Linked DNA regions of Anas platyrhynchos: region 2 is linked to region 1. A link is a contact called in public Hi-C data. All regions are on one chromosome and are shown on one strand. The core of a region is the stretch at or near the end of the contact, and the rest is flanking DNA. Distances in the headings are between cores, read along the strand shown.

The links. A called contact is a pair of places that touch in the nucleus more often than the background predicts.
Region 2: a Hi-C map of liver shows a contact between it and region 1, with 4 times the contacts expected there. The contact joins the promoter of RDH10 here to the enhancer-like site in region 1. A contact is called at or near these places in 2 of 8 Hi-C or Micro-C datasets (liver and subcutaneous adipose tissue).

Annotation. Positions count from the first base shown.
Region 1 is chr2:33,148,051-33,155,281 of IASCAAS_PekinDuck_T2T, forward strand. The region is part of intron 5 of STAU2 (staufen double-stranded RNA binding protein 2); the gene reads left to right. Among named protein-coding and RNA genes, the nearest start is that of STAU2, 31 kb to the left of the region's middle. Within about 2 kb of position 3,216, at least 1 of the 8 cell types and tissues checked has an H3K27ac peak or open chromatin away from gene starts, as enhancers often do.
Region 2 is chr2:33,351,266-33,358,496 of IASCAAS_PekinDuck_T2T, forward strand. It overlaps RDH10 (retinol dehydrogenase 10), which reads right to left and starts at 4,433. Exons shown (of 6, transcript XM_027452352.3): 1 at 3,934-4,433; 2 at 3,399-3,628. The coding sequence starts at 4,219. RPL7 (ribosomal protein L7) reads left to right here and starts at 5,619. Exons shown (of 7, transcript XM_005021215.5): 1 at 5,619-5,767; 2 at 6,387-6,489; 3 at 7,077-7,231. The coding sequence starts at 5,754.

The DNA.
Region 1 (7,231 bases), core at 1,966-4,465:
CAAAAATAAAAAATAAAACAAAAACAAACAAAAAAAATGATGAGGAATTTCCAACGGAATATTTTTGCAGTGAAAGGTTTTGCCTTTCTTGTAGAGGGTGTGCTCAATGGAGTCCCTAATAATTTTTATATACCTCATAACTGTAAAAAAGAATGAGTCTGTGATTGCTGGATAAGTGTTTTTGCTCAAAATAACTCTTTTGTTAGAAGTTGAATTTATAGCAATATTTAAAAATTAGGGAGTTTGAAGTGAAAATGCAAGATGAAAAGACATCATTTCATAATAGTCTAAGGAAAATTCAGTTGGCTTCTTATTTTTGTTTTTCCCTAGATTTTTAAATTGTGGTAACTTTTGTATTCTAGCATTTCATTCTGACTTTTTAATAGGAGTAATACCTGAATTGTAAATGATAAACAAATGATAAACTTTCATTACTCTACAGATTGTCTGATTATTTTATTACTTGTTGTATTTCTTGTTGCTACTGACTAGAGCTGCGACTCATATATGTCAGGTTTAAATAGCTGGCTGTGGTGCCTAAAATGAGTTTGGTTGATATTTAGGAATCTTGCATTTATTTTAATTGCTTTTATAATGATATTAGTTTGACTAACAGATAAAAAGGCTAGACTGGAAAAAATGCAGGTTAGCAAAAAACAAAACGTGGACTTCTAGAATCTGATCTTAGTTACTGAAACAAAGTCATGGAAACAGAACCTCCAAACACTTAGCAGTTCCTAACTCTTAAGATTTTTTTTTCTTTAAATGAAAAAGAATAGCACATCTACTGTAATCATTGTTTGCTTCTTTCTTGAACTTTGTTCCTATGTTAGGGTGCAATGGTACATGGACACTACTATTCTAGGTGCATTAGGTGGCTAGCAAGGGTATTTGTTTTCTGATCACAAAACAGGTAGGGTGGGACAAAAAGCCTAAATCTCTGCTTGTCTGCCCCATTGTACTTAGTTGAATACAGCAGCCTCTGCAGAACGATTAATAATACAGAGGATCCTAAATTAATGAATAACTAAAACTAATTGATAAATAACTGTCTGTTTGCATGTGCACGCACACCCTGTACATCTGCCTACCTGTGCACACAGTCATACCAGATGAAAGACAAGTGTTGCCATCCTGTAATGTCTAGGGACTTGTCCTATGTTGGAAATAATTGTTCATCACCTTGTTTTGCATCAGGAGGTGCTGGTTTGTTATGATCCCAGTAAGAAAGGCACTTACAAGGTATCATTTCTTAGAGCACATGCTGTAAGAAGAGAGTAGCACAGATAATCCTATGTTCCTTTAGATGCTGGGAGCCCCCAGTAGTGTGGCAAGAAACAGGTCTCCATCCCATGTGCAACACGTCATGCAGACCTTATCCTCCCCTTTTTGGTCAGTCAAACTTTTATAGGATTTTCTTAGAAGGAAACAACTCTGTTATTTCTACAGTCAAAACAAAAACATTGTTCTCATGAGAACTTCCTGCTGCACTGGTAGATAAAGGCAAGGCCGCAGAGATGTCGAGGGAGAGCTTCTTGCAGCGAGGTAGCTGGGCTGACCCTGCAGCCAAGCATGGCTCTGAAAGCTGCTTGGGTTCACTGCGTCATGCATCACAGACACCTCAATGCACAGGGTTCTTTCTGTTGGGATCGCTGCCCGCCTTGACCAGGGAGAGGTTTGAAGGCGGTTCTAGATCTGTAACAATAATCAGTGAAGCACAGAAACTGTATTTTGTTCCCATAGGGTGGTATTTACATTTATTACATTTTAAACAACTTGCTGCTACTGTGTATTTGGCATTTGTTTGATGATTTTTAGAATAGAAGTGTTGGTCTTCCTGAGTAAATGGAGACCACGTAGGCTGTTTACAAACAAGATTTGAAGAATAATTTAGGTAAGATGCTACAATCAGTGCTCTTCCTTTTCATTAGTCTCTGACTCTAGATTGAGGAAGCAGCTGTGTTATTAAAACAGATAACTAAATATGTAGAAAGCTGGAAGCCATTTTGGTCTTTTATACTCTTAACTAAGTTTCTTGCTGATCTTTGTTTAAAAAAATGTGCTTTTCAAATACTTTAAAATACAGATTATGAGATTGTACCAGGGGACTCTGATTCTAGCAATTACTTGAGGGGGGAAAAGTAAAGTACTGAGTACTTTTATGCCCAGGCAGGGCATATCTTTAGACCAGTTAAGTCTAGCATTTCAAGTTGCACAAAAGATCCTCTTCAGTAACTCATGGAATTGTAGTCTAAGAGCTGCTATTTGCATGCAAATTTGAGAGCTAGCTTCCACATCAGCTTAAAATGATTTATGCTGAGGTGGCCTTGATTCCTCCTCCTCCGTTGTGCCCAGCCCATGTTTCCCTGCAATTTTTCCAGCTCCAGCACTGGTAGATGAGCTGCTCAGAAATTAATCAACTGGGGGGCAAGAGGAATGGAGAAGTTACAGCGTGACTAATGTCTCTCCTTAAACATGTGCTCACCTAGTCACACAAAACCTTGTGCTGTCACCAGGGAGGGGTCAGGAGAACTACACTTGCACATGGAGTAGAAAATATGTATAATATGTATATGGGCAGCAGGTGTGTTAGCACAGAGGATTACACACAAAATGCAGCAATGCAATTGTAAGGTCCACAGCATAAGTTAATGGTGAAGGTGACTTTTATGGGGGGGGAAAGAAAAGGGAGGGGGAAACAAGTGAGAGGAAGAAAAAGGAAATAGAGAAACTTTTCCCACTGGCCAGCTTGAAAGGGAAGTGACAGAGCATCCTCTATGAGTATCCTCTGCTTTTCCTGTAGTTATTCTGTGGTTTTCACATGGACCTGCTTATACTCCCTGTTGTTTGTTCCAGTTTATGACAGTGTTCATGCTGCATCAGGGCAGGTGTTGAATGTTGACTGCTTCTTGAGGTTTGTACATGCATGTTGCTGGGCTCAGCAATGTATACCAAAAGTTACTGCCAAGGAGAGAGGACAGAGGAGAGAAGGACTATGGTATGGTACAGATTCAGCTGTCAAATTGAGTATCAACATTATCAGCATTTCCAGGTGCGAGGCCTTGAGAATAGAAGCACGGAGAGAATAGCAAGGGAAAAATCCAGCTAGCCAAACTGGAAAATGCTGTCCAGGCAGTGCAGGTAGAAAGTTACAGAGCTGCAAGTGGCAGGCAGGCTCCATCACTGCACATACAAACCTCTCAGCATGGCACAGGGTAAGGCCTTTAAGGCTGTGTGTAACACCAGGGCAGCCCTGGGTAAGTCTCTCCCTATGCTAAATAAGGAATCTGCTCCCCTCTTAGCAGTACCTAAACAGTTAAAATACTGTCCTGCTTGGAGTGGATGAGGCAAGGATGTACTAGCATGGCTTTTCACTCAAGCTAGTGAATGTGGTACTCACTAGGTTAACATCACTGGGCTGTTGTTATTACATTGCATCTCCACCCAAGCTGATGAAATCTGTATGGTCTGTGCTGAATCATGTGGATTTATCAGCTTAGGTCTCTGGTAGGCTGGATATCTGTATACTGCAGTTTGTTTCACAGTATAGATAAGACCTTTAAAGTTTTTTCATATCTGATGAGACAGCTTGGGAGTCCTCTCCAGATTATCTTTATTCCAGTAGAGTCTATACAAGTTTGGTACTAGGAAGCTTGATGGCCTCTGACAGCTTTCTTTTTGAACGCTCGCCTTATCAACTTTGAATCCAGCCATGTTAGACGACTTTGTAGTTAATAAAGGGTTCAACTACTGAATTATAGTTAAAATTAAAAAAAAAAAAAAAAGACTTTTCTGCACTCATAATTAACCAGGTATATGCTTTCTTTTAAAGCCTCACAAGTTGGAGTTATGAGCAATTCTCCAATAAAGGCATGTGAGGAACTTTTAGTTCAGGTGGTATACATTGCAGAAAAGCTAACGTGGTGAACATTGCATTTGTATGGCTTCTTTTATCTGAAAACTTCATAAACTGACTCTAGGGAAGTAAGTGCTAGTGGTTTCAGGGACTGTTTGCGAACTGATTTAGTTAGCATCTTGTCTGTGTTTGTCAGCCCACCATTTGGCACTGACAAGCTACTCAGAAGAGGCCAAACAGTAGGGCAGGTTTGAAAAATATTGGCAGAACTGATGAGGAAATGTGTGTACTACTCATAGCAATAGCCAGTGCTACAACTAGTACTCTGTTGCATCCCTGAGCATGCAGTTGGTTTAAGCCATTAAACAGTAAAATAAGTGATTAAACAATAAAATGAGATAGCTGTTCTGCCTCCATGACCATCCAGCTTGCCTTGTCGTGCCACTGAGTGCTTGTTTGTCTTGTAAGCTATTTTGTCTTCAATTAAAGCTGAAAAGAATCATCCCTGAAGTTTAATTGTCCAGCAGTATTTTCAAATGTAGAATGTCTGTAAATGACAGAAAAGAAATTGTATCTTACAGACTTTGCCAAACCAAGTGTTTTCAACCAAGAAATAAAACCACTAGAAACTGAACACCAGCTTTTGATGTTTCAGTATGGAAAGTAGTGTCAAAGAGATCACAAAATGCAACCCTTGTTTTCTGGGAGAGTTCAGAAATTATTTGCTTACCATATAAAATTCCCTGAAATGTGTCTCACCACAATCTAGAGAGCTTGAAAAACCTTTATTAAAAAAAAAAAAAAAAAAGCATTCAAAATTAGTAACACTTGTGAAACATAGGAACAAAGAAAAAGAAAAACAATGACAAGCTAAATGATGGGAATAAAATAATTAAAGCAGTTTCTTGCTTGGTTTTGGGAAAATTGTATGGTGTGTTCTATAAGTACATGTCACGCAAAGTGGTAATGTCCCTGGGATAAACTGCAGCTTCTGTGTGCTTTGACAGTTTCTGCTGCACTGAGCCTTCATGTTGATTTTGTTTAGGGTTGCTTCTTCCTGCCTATCCGTTGAATACTGCAGACTAAGGAGAAGATGATTGCCTTTCTTCAAGGGGAAAGGGTGCACAGACCATTCCTCCTTGTTTCTTTCTTCACAGCTCTGTCTTTCTGAGCACAGTTCTTGTTAGTGAACATTACTTTACAACATCAGACAGAGAGGAAGCATATTCTTGCCTCTTCTGGAGCCAGCCAAGCTGCCAGGCCACAAAGCACAGGGCATCTCCCTGAGTGTGCAAGTATTTCCTGCCTGTTGTGTCAGTAGTTACCCTGCTGAGTACTTACCTTAGGCTGCATGGGTCTGTTTGCTTAGGCTTAGTTGCTTCTGAAATTATGTATAACAGTCCTGTGGACCAGTGCCCTAAATAATGAATCAGCACTTCAAAAATGGGGAATAGTAAAAGGAGGTTTGAGGGATTAGCCTTTGGATAACTCCATCTGTAGCTGCTAGCTGCATAGTGGGCTAACATGTTCTCCAAATTCAATCTAATGATTAAAATGAAATAGACGGTGTGAGTGTTGGATAAATTACTAAAATGGTCAGATCACATGAATAAAATATTGTACGGAGAACAAATGGAGTAAAAATGAAAAGTTTGTTTCTTCTACAAATGCTGAGTTAAAGATTAAATACACACATCAAAGGGAACAGATTGGAAGCTAGCGTTACTCAATTTTGAGTGCTTAGCAGTGCAATATAAATCCTCACTCAGCTTCATTTATTTCACAAAAGGTACATGATCTTGAGGGAAGAAAGGAGAATCTAGCCAGAAGAACAGATGTGGAGAACATAAGCCAAATTTCCAAGTGAGTAGGTTGCACTGCAGGCAGGATGCAATACCAAATCTGTTGAGACAGTCTTCAGAAGTACACCTGCAGTCATACAACCTAGTTACCTCATTTGCAGAAAGAGGATGAAGTTTGAAATTGTCCAGGCCTTTAGGTGTCATACTGTGCTACCAGAACCTCCTCTGGAAGGAGACTTCTGCCTGTACAAAGCGTCTCATCTGTCTGAGGCTCCAATCTAGCATTGATTACATCAGCTAGTAGCCTGGAAAAGGTAGAGTTCAGATTATTCTGTAGAAGAATGTCTTTTCATGAATTTAGGCATATAATTAGCTAATTGTCTTTTGCTAAAATTCAATTATTGAGGCTTTCTGCATGGAAGGTAGATTTTATGCACGGCTGTGTATGAAGCAGATGTCATCTCAAACGTATATACTGTGTCAGGTGGGAAGACACTCAATAGGGTCTCTGAGATACCCACGTGGGACTGGCAGATATGGCAGGAGACCTAGAGGAGACCTTTCTAGAGTGGTAGCTGGAGGCCAGGCAAGGTGCTATAGAGCATTTCAAACATCCCTGCATATCTATGCTTAGTTAATTGAATAAATCTCTACAAGCAGGGTTAAGTCAGCATATTATTTTAGATAATCCACCAGGATTACAGCTACTCATGGGAAACTTGTCATTTCTGTGGAGGAGTCCTGTGTCACATCATGTGGATATCTCACAGGTACATGACCGCAGCCCTAATGATATGGTGTGCTTGCGTTCAGGCAGCTGATGGTGGTATTCAGATCCAAGCTCAGATACCTTCCTAGTCTCTACCTGTTCAGGAGAAGCCTGTTCTCCCATTATAACCACTGGAATGTCTAGTCAGTGCAGTCACAAGTCTAGAATGCCAGTTGTCATACCATAAGCTAAGATGTCAGCATTTCATATGGTTCTCTCCAGGGCTTCACTGTGATGGGAACTTAGTTTTCTACACATAATTAAATATATAAATGTTGGTGTCTGAATCTAGAACTGAATCCTCCCTTTCTTATACTAAGAAATAATTCTAAGAATGTTGAAATGTAATAATTTTATGAATGCTGCGGTGGGAGTCATCAGACTATCATAGTGGAAGGATTGTAAAAAGATAAAAATCTCTCCCTAGAGAGAAAAAGTATCAGATCAATCAACTCTTCAGGGATATATGAAAGAGCGAAATATTTTCTCGTATCTGGGTAATAACAGCTCTAATGGGAGGCAGGCAAGCATATACACTTTTTACTGAAGTGCTTTTGGTTTAACTAAGTAGTGTTTTACTACAGAATGCTGTTGTGCTCTGAACACCAGTGCCCTAATTCCCAGGTTGATGTGGACTCTCAGCTCTGAAGCTTGGTGTGTTAAGCTAGTCATCCCAGGACAAACAAGAGAACAAAACACTTGGTCCAGCAGCAGGGTTGGGTGGCACTGGGATTTTTCACCATGTTATAATTATTGGCTTCTGGCTTAATCTACAAGGTACAACATCTCTTCCCCTAAAATGGC
Region 2 (7,231 bases), core at 3,183-5,682, 200 kb after region 1:
TTGCTTCACAATGAGAATTTTAGAGGCTTCACATGACAGGGAAACACAGAAGTGATACCACTGTTCTCTCAGAGCTGGATACTAAAGATCTGCTGTACAGAAGGACCTTCATATCACTGACCTCAGTGGTGCCTGACTTGCATTGCCTTGCCCCTAATCCCCCACCATGAGCCCCTATTCAACATTTGACTCTAGAAGAATTTCCCAAGAACTATGCTGATGTATAATATTAATATCTACTTATTCAGCAGTAGCTTTAAAACCTTATATTCAGGAAGAATAATAGGTACAAGATCTCAATCTGTTCTGAAGTAATTTGTACAATAGCTTTTCTGTTCTGTGATCTATAACACAGTAAGTTGGTACTTCACTTTAAAGCTTTATTGCAAAACTGTAAGAACAAACAGAAGTATTTCTATTTTTTTTTTTGCTTAAAATTCATTAAGCAACAATTTAATCTTGAACTAACTTAACACTCAACATTTTTTTTTAGATCTGGATTCTGACATACAGGAAGAGAACTCTGTGGTCTGCAGAAGTTCAGTTCCAGTAATTGACAAGTGCAGCCAAGTAACTTATTATTCTCACAACAGACTGGCAGGAAAGATACTGTTACATTACAGCTACAGTTTTATGCATCTGCAAATTATAGTATAAACCAGAGCTGGCTTGTTTCAAACCGAGAATGGATTTTGTCCCTGTGTTTTCAATATCAGAAGCATTTGAGTTATCACAGCATGAAATAACAGGTTTTTAATACTGCAATGGATTTTATGCTGTGGAAATTGCTACATGATGCAGTGGCGACATGTTTATACAGAACACACATAGGAAGGCTTACACAAATCATGGATGTCAGCAAAATGGAAAGCATCTGTTTAGGCTGTGGCATGCTGCTAAAGCTCTCCTTACTGCCAGTTTGGGATACAGTACGCAGCCCAGTCAGAGTCCCCATAGCAAGCCAGTGGGACTTTTGTCTTGCTGCCTGCTGCAGAGGTTGGGCAGCCTTTGGATCATAGCTGGTAACACTGAACAAATTTGGTTCACCTGCACTCTGCACAGAGAGCAGGCAACCAGCCTCATTTCAGAGAGTTCAGGGAGAACAACACCATAGTCCCATTTGCCATTTTTAATACAGAAGCACATGGAGGCTTGATAAGTGATCAAGGAAAAACAATCCTGTATTATACAGGAGAAGAAAAACAAGATCCAGGAAGCACAGACACTGAAATACAGAGCAATGTTACATGGAAGATCCTTGTCTTTATGAAATCCATTTACAGCTTTTTGGATGAAACACCCTCCAAGAATAGTTAAAAGTCTACATAATACTCCAGAGCATTCACTTTGCTTTTGGACCACCAGTTTAGCTGACACGGAAAAGTCTAGCTGCATAAGACTTCACACATCTAGACACATTGTTTTATTTAAGTCAGCATTGACTTGCAAAAAAAAAAAAAAATTGGCTTCAAATCAGCTGATTCAGATGATACCTTATGAATTAAGTATTTTTTTTTTTTTTTTAAATAGAAGTCCACCCACTGTTGGTCAAGCCAACCTTTTCTGGGATCAGGAAGGGGAAGACTAGGAAAAAAGCTTTGTAGCAGCAAGAAAATAAATAAAAGGAAAAAGCAAAGCAGGACACAGGATCTGCAGGAAGCATACGTATGAACAGATCCTCAAGTAAATATAAAGGGTGTTGACTGCTCCTTAGAAGCTTATGCCAAGGCATGAATTTTCACAGTTCAGATCTAACCATACCTTTTTGGATTTAAAAAAAATTAAAGTCACTTTACACTAACATTTAGAGATGAATGAAACTTATGGAAAAACAATCATAGTGATCCTAGACTAAGTTTAGTTTTATATTACTGTAAAAAGACAGAACACACAGGGTGCTTTATAAAGGTCTCTGAAACAATGTTATAAATAAGTGTATGACTTCGGCCTGAAGGAAGAACAGCTGGAAAATTTAGGATCCTCCCATATTTTAATTCATGGTGATGTCATAATTTAGAGTTCTTGGAAACTTTGTCAATTCTGCTTTTAAACCACATCAATAACAGTCATTAAATCTAGTGTACATCTCTGTTTGCTTAAGCATCAGCTTAACTTTTATAAAGGGGAACATGCAGAACTTTTAGCTGTTGTAGGAAGTCCTATGAGCATTTTCATCACTTTCCAAATTGCCTTAAAACATACTTTAAGGTTTAGGAGTTTCTAAACACAATCTCATGTGCATTGAAGTTTAAGCATTCTCTCAGCAATGCTTTACAATACATTGGAAAAAGACTGCTCTGCCATTAAGTGTTTCACAGAACAGATTTGAAGGGGGCTCCTTTAGGGTTATGAAACAGCTTGAAGCCTCCACATTAGAAACCCAGGTCTGATAGGTCCGTCTAAGTTTTGAAGATGAGGAATTATACAGAATTTTATTATCAAAAAGGTAAGAACAGACAAGAAAGCTCAAGTTGAAGTATATTTCAGATTGCCTAATCCTTTGATTGTTATGCAAGTGTATTTCATAACCTTATTTGAGGGACCAAAGAACAGTTCTAATACTAACAATAGGCTCGATCTGACAGCTAATGCTAACCCAAGTGTGCATTGTGCCCTCCTTCGACATAGTAATTTATATAACTCCACACTACAGTGAGCTTAAAAATAAAACACACATGAAAACAGGACTTAGGGAGAAAAGAAGAATGAGATCAGATAACTTCTCCTTAATTAGTAACTGCTACTTACAAAGACAGTATCACCTCAGAATCCACTTTAAAGGTTTCTCTTACTTCCACTGGCAGCCCCAGGATAGAGCTATGAGGACAAATACGCAGAATTCCTGAAAGAGTGTTCTTGGCTTGATTTCTTGAGAGATCTTTTGCCTTTACTCTCAGCCTTCAAAAGGAAGGGTTTGCCTCCAAGGCAATTTAAGCAAGATTTCCAACAGATTTTTTAATAAGTATTTTTTTTCCAGAAGTGTTTAAGTTCACTACTGTAACCATTATTAAAACAGCATTTTAAAGCTGCTAACGTACTAGTATAAAGCTACAGGAGGAGGGGAGTGAAGTCATTCATTAACAGTAGCAACCTTTAAGCAGATTCAGAGGTTACGGTTGCAAAAGACTTCATGCCCAGGACTACATAAGAGGGCATGAGATTTTAAACTCCAGATTCTAGGAGGACATTGTTGATTTAGGGCTATTTATTAATAACTGTAATACCCACCATTCCTGCTAGACAGAAAGTTAAATTAAAGAATAAGAAACCTGCAAAGTAGCCAGCTTGCAGATTAAAGGGAACAAGTGCAAAACCCAAGAAGACAGGAGTTAGGCAACAACAGTTAATTTCCTAAAATTAAGTGACAAAAAGGGCAGCAGAAAGAAGTTTATAGTTACCCAGAAATGTGCGTGACAGTTGACCATCATGGTCCTCTCGATAAGCTCATCGGGACACTCCAGGAGATGGTGCCCGGAGACCACGCCGGCGTTGTTAACCAGGACAGACACCTCGCCAACCTCTTTGCGGACCCTCTCTGCTGTCGAGTAGACATTTTCTCTCTTGCCCACATCGCAGGTGTACGTGTAAACCTGCAAGCCGCAATGGGGCAGCGCATCTTTTTCTCCATCTACTAAGGAACACAGACAAGAGAACAACAGGAGCCTTACTTGGGTTCCAAGAGGCGAACTGAGAGTTGAGCGGAAAGCGCGAGCCGGCTTCCATCGGGCTCAATAAACTTGGGCACAGCGGTGCCACGGGGAAGGACGAAGAACTCAGAGTTTTGCTGTCGCTGCCAGGTCTGAAGGACGCCCCGTGCCCTCCTGGAGCTGCCCCATGCCCGGGGGGGACCCTCGGGCACGGCGGCTGCGGGAAGGGGAAGGGAAGAGGCACAGGTGAGCTGCGGGGGACATCGTGGGGGACCCCCCCGCTTACCTTTGGGTGCGCTGGCGGTCTCGGCGAGCTCGCGGTAGATGTGCCGCACCATGCCCGCCGTCTCCTCGTTGCTCTGCGTGTTGATGTCCCACAGCACCAGCAGCGCCCGGCGCCGGGCGAACTCGAGGGCGAAGAGGCGGCCCAGGCCGCTGCCCGCCCCGGTGATGAGGCACACCTGCCCGGCCACGCTCTTCTCCTTGGGCCGCACCAGCCACTTGGCGGCGGCCAGCACGAAAGCCCAGAGCACCCGGAAGGTCACCACGAAGAGCTCCAGCAGGATGTTCATGCTGCCGGCCCCGAGCCCCCGCCGCGCGGCTCCGACACCCGGGGCCGCCCCCGCCTGCGATCAGGAGCCCGGCACGGCACGGCACGGGACGGGACGCCCCGCACGGAGCCCGGCACCGCCGCCCCGGCCCCGCACAGCCAGCCCGGGGAACGAGCCCCAGCACGGCTCCAGCCGCCCGCCCCGACCGCCCGCGGCCCCGCTGCTGGCAGTGAGCATCTTGCTCGCTCGGCGCCCTATATAGGGCGGGCCGGGCGGGCGGGAGGGCTCCTCCTCCCCGGCTCCCCGGCCCTCCCCCGGGCCGCTCCGCCTTCCCGGGACCCCCACACCCCCGCCCAGCCCAGCCCAGCCCAGCCCAGCCCCGCCGCTCGGGGGCCGGCGGCTGCGAGGCGGAGCCGGTGCCGGTGTCCCCCACCCCTCAGGGACTACATGTCCCGGCGTGCACCGCGCCGCCCCCGCAGCGCCATCTTGAGGCGAGGTTCGGGGTGCGGGGTTTGGGGGAGTTGACGGGGAGGTGGAGGTGGGGATGCGGTGGCGTGGGTCTGGTTTCTCCTAGAGAGATCTGGGTGCCCGCGTCCTGAGCTGTTTTTTTTTCTTCTCGGTGGATAAAGTGAAATCTCTTCGTTAAAAGAGTGCAAAATCTTTTCGGTGCTTAAAGGGGACTTATAAAAAAGATGAAGGGCGGCTCTTTGCTCAGACAGGACGAGGCGGAACTGTTTCAAACTAAAAGAGGAGAGGTTTAGATGAGACGTTAGGAAGAAATTCTTCACTCAGAGAGCAGTGAGGCCCTGGCACAGGCTGCCCAGAGAAGCTGTGGCTGCCCCATCCCTGGAGGTGCCCAAGGCCAGGCTGGATGGGGCTTTGGGCAGCCTGGGCTGGTGGGAGGTGTCCCTGCCCATGGCAGGGAGTTGGAACTGGGTGGTCTTTAACGTCCCTTCCAACCCAAACCATTCTATGAATCTATAATTCCTTATACTTAAGGTATTTTAAGTCTTTTATTATCTATTTGTGAGCTGATAGGTTTTAATCACCCCATTCGTTACAGCTTTAACGAGACCAAATGACACGAGCTGCTGCGTTAGAACAAAACAACGCTATTCTACGAACATCATCGCTAATGCAGCTGCCACCCGGCACCTCTGTACGCAGGCAGCAAATAACCCAGCAGATGCCGACCGCCCTCAGCCCGGCTGCCCGCTCTTTTATTGCCACACCGAACAGTTCTTTGCTGCTCCAAGTTCTGCCACTTCTCCTGCACGCGTACGCCAGGACTAGTTCCTCCAAAGGCGATTTTAACAACGTATGTAGTAACAAGCACGGAGCAACTTTCTAAATTAAAAAAATAAAAAAAAAAAGCGACGTGCCCCGCCGAGCCACTCAGGCACTCCCTGGCCACTCCTCCCTACACGCCGCTATCAGGCAGCTCCGCGGCCACCCCAAAGCCGGGGTCCTTCCAGCGCTCAAAGCCCTGCCGAGCAGGCGGGAGGCTTTAGGCGGCCCTGCGCATGCGCCCGCCCTCTCTCTTCCGGCGCTGAAGATGGCGGACAAGGAGTGAGTACCCGCGGCGCCTCGCTGCCATCCGCCGCCATCCGCGGCCGCGGCCTCCTTTGGGCTGACGGCGGGACGCTGCCCGGCCGCGGGGGCTCTGCCGGCACCGAGCGGGATGAGTAGGAGGGTGGGGAGCGGCGGGGATGCGGCCGCAACCCGCTCCGTCCCGTCTGCTGGCGGCGGTGGCTGCCCCGGTGGCCTGTGGTGAGGTGGAAGGGAGGGAGGGAGTCGTTACTGTCTTGTAAATGCTGGTATTGTAGCTTTCGAAGCATTTAATAGCTTTAAATTCCGGTAAGTTACAAAGCTGTGTAATAAAGCTCTTAATTAAAGCCGTATTTTTTATTTTTTTTTTCTCCAGAAGTATTTGTTGAAATGTTAATTAGCCGTAATCGGCGTTCAGAGAGCACATAAGAATGTTAGGCTTCCTTGTTTCAATGCAAAAGGTGATCCTTTTAAGCTGTATTGCAGCTTGGTAATAACCGGACCAAGTTAGATACAGACTGCTTGGAGGCTGTGAGGCCTGCATGTACATCCTGCCTGTTTGTGTTGGTATTCATAATGTGCTGTTTTTTGCTAGTTTAAAGGAACTTGCCTTTCAGGAGTACTTTCTTTTGTCGTTTAGAGCAAAGAAGGTGCCTTCTGTACCGGAAAGCCTCCTGAAGAGGCGGAAGGCTTATGCAGCTGCAAAAGCCAGACGTCTGAAGAGGGTGTTGGCTCAAAAAAAGGTGAATGTCATGATTACTTGAATGGCTGTTGTCTAGGCAGGTCAGAGGAATGCTGCCACTGGTGATATTAAAGCAACAAATAACTTCACAGTATTTACTTAGCTTTAGTACTTTAATATGTAGGTGTGAAATACTACTCCCCCATATCAATTTAACGTATAATAAACCAGATCTGGGCAAAGCAAAGGCAAAGTGTGTGATTTTCCATAAAACTATGGTTAGTCAACAGTCTCAGAACCATCAGATATCCGGAGTTGGAAGGGACCTACAGAATTACCGAGTTCAGGCTCTGGCTCCTCACAGAACCACCCAAGAAGCAAACTGTTTCAGAGCATTATTCAAATTCTCCTTGAACTCAAAAGGGTCTTTGTAAAGATAAGTACTGTGTGATAATACTTATAAATATTGTTCAAAATAAAGCACTATCAGGATGTGGCAGAACTGATGGTTATTTTAAAGTCCATATTGCAGATGATCCTGTGATTTGTGGTAACTGAGGAGTTTGAGAATAGGCTGTGTTATTTGACTCTGTCTTTCATATATTAGAAGGTATTATATAATCTTAAGCGATGCTTGATTAATTGCAGTTCCGTAAGGCACAAAGGAAAGTCATCTATGAAAAAGCCAAAGCTTACCACAAGGAGTACAGGCACATGTATAGGCAGGAGATCCGCATGGCCAGGATGGCCCGAAAAGCCGGCAATTACTACGTTCCAGCTGAACCCAAGCTTGCCTTTGTGAT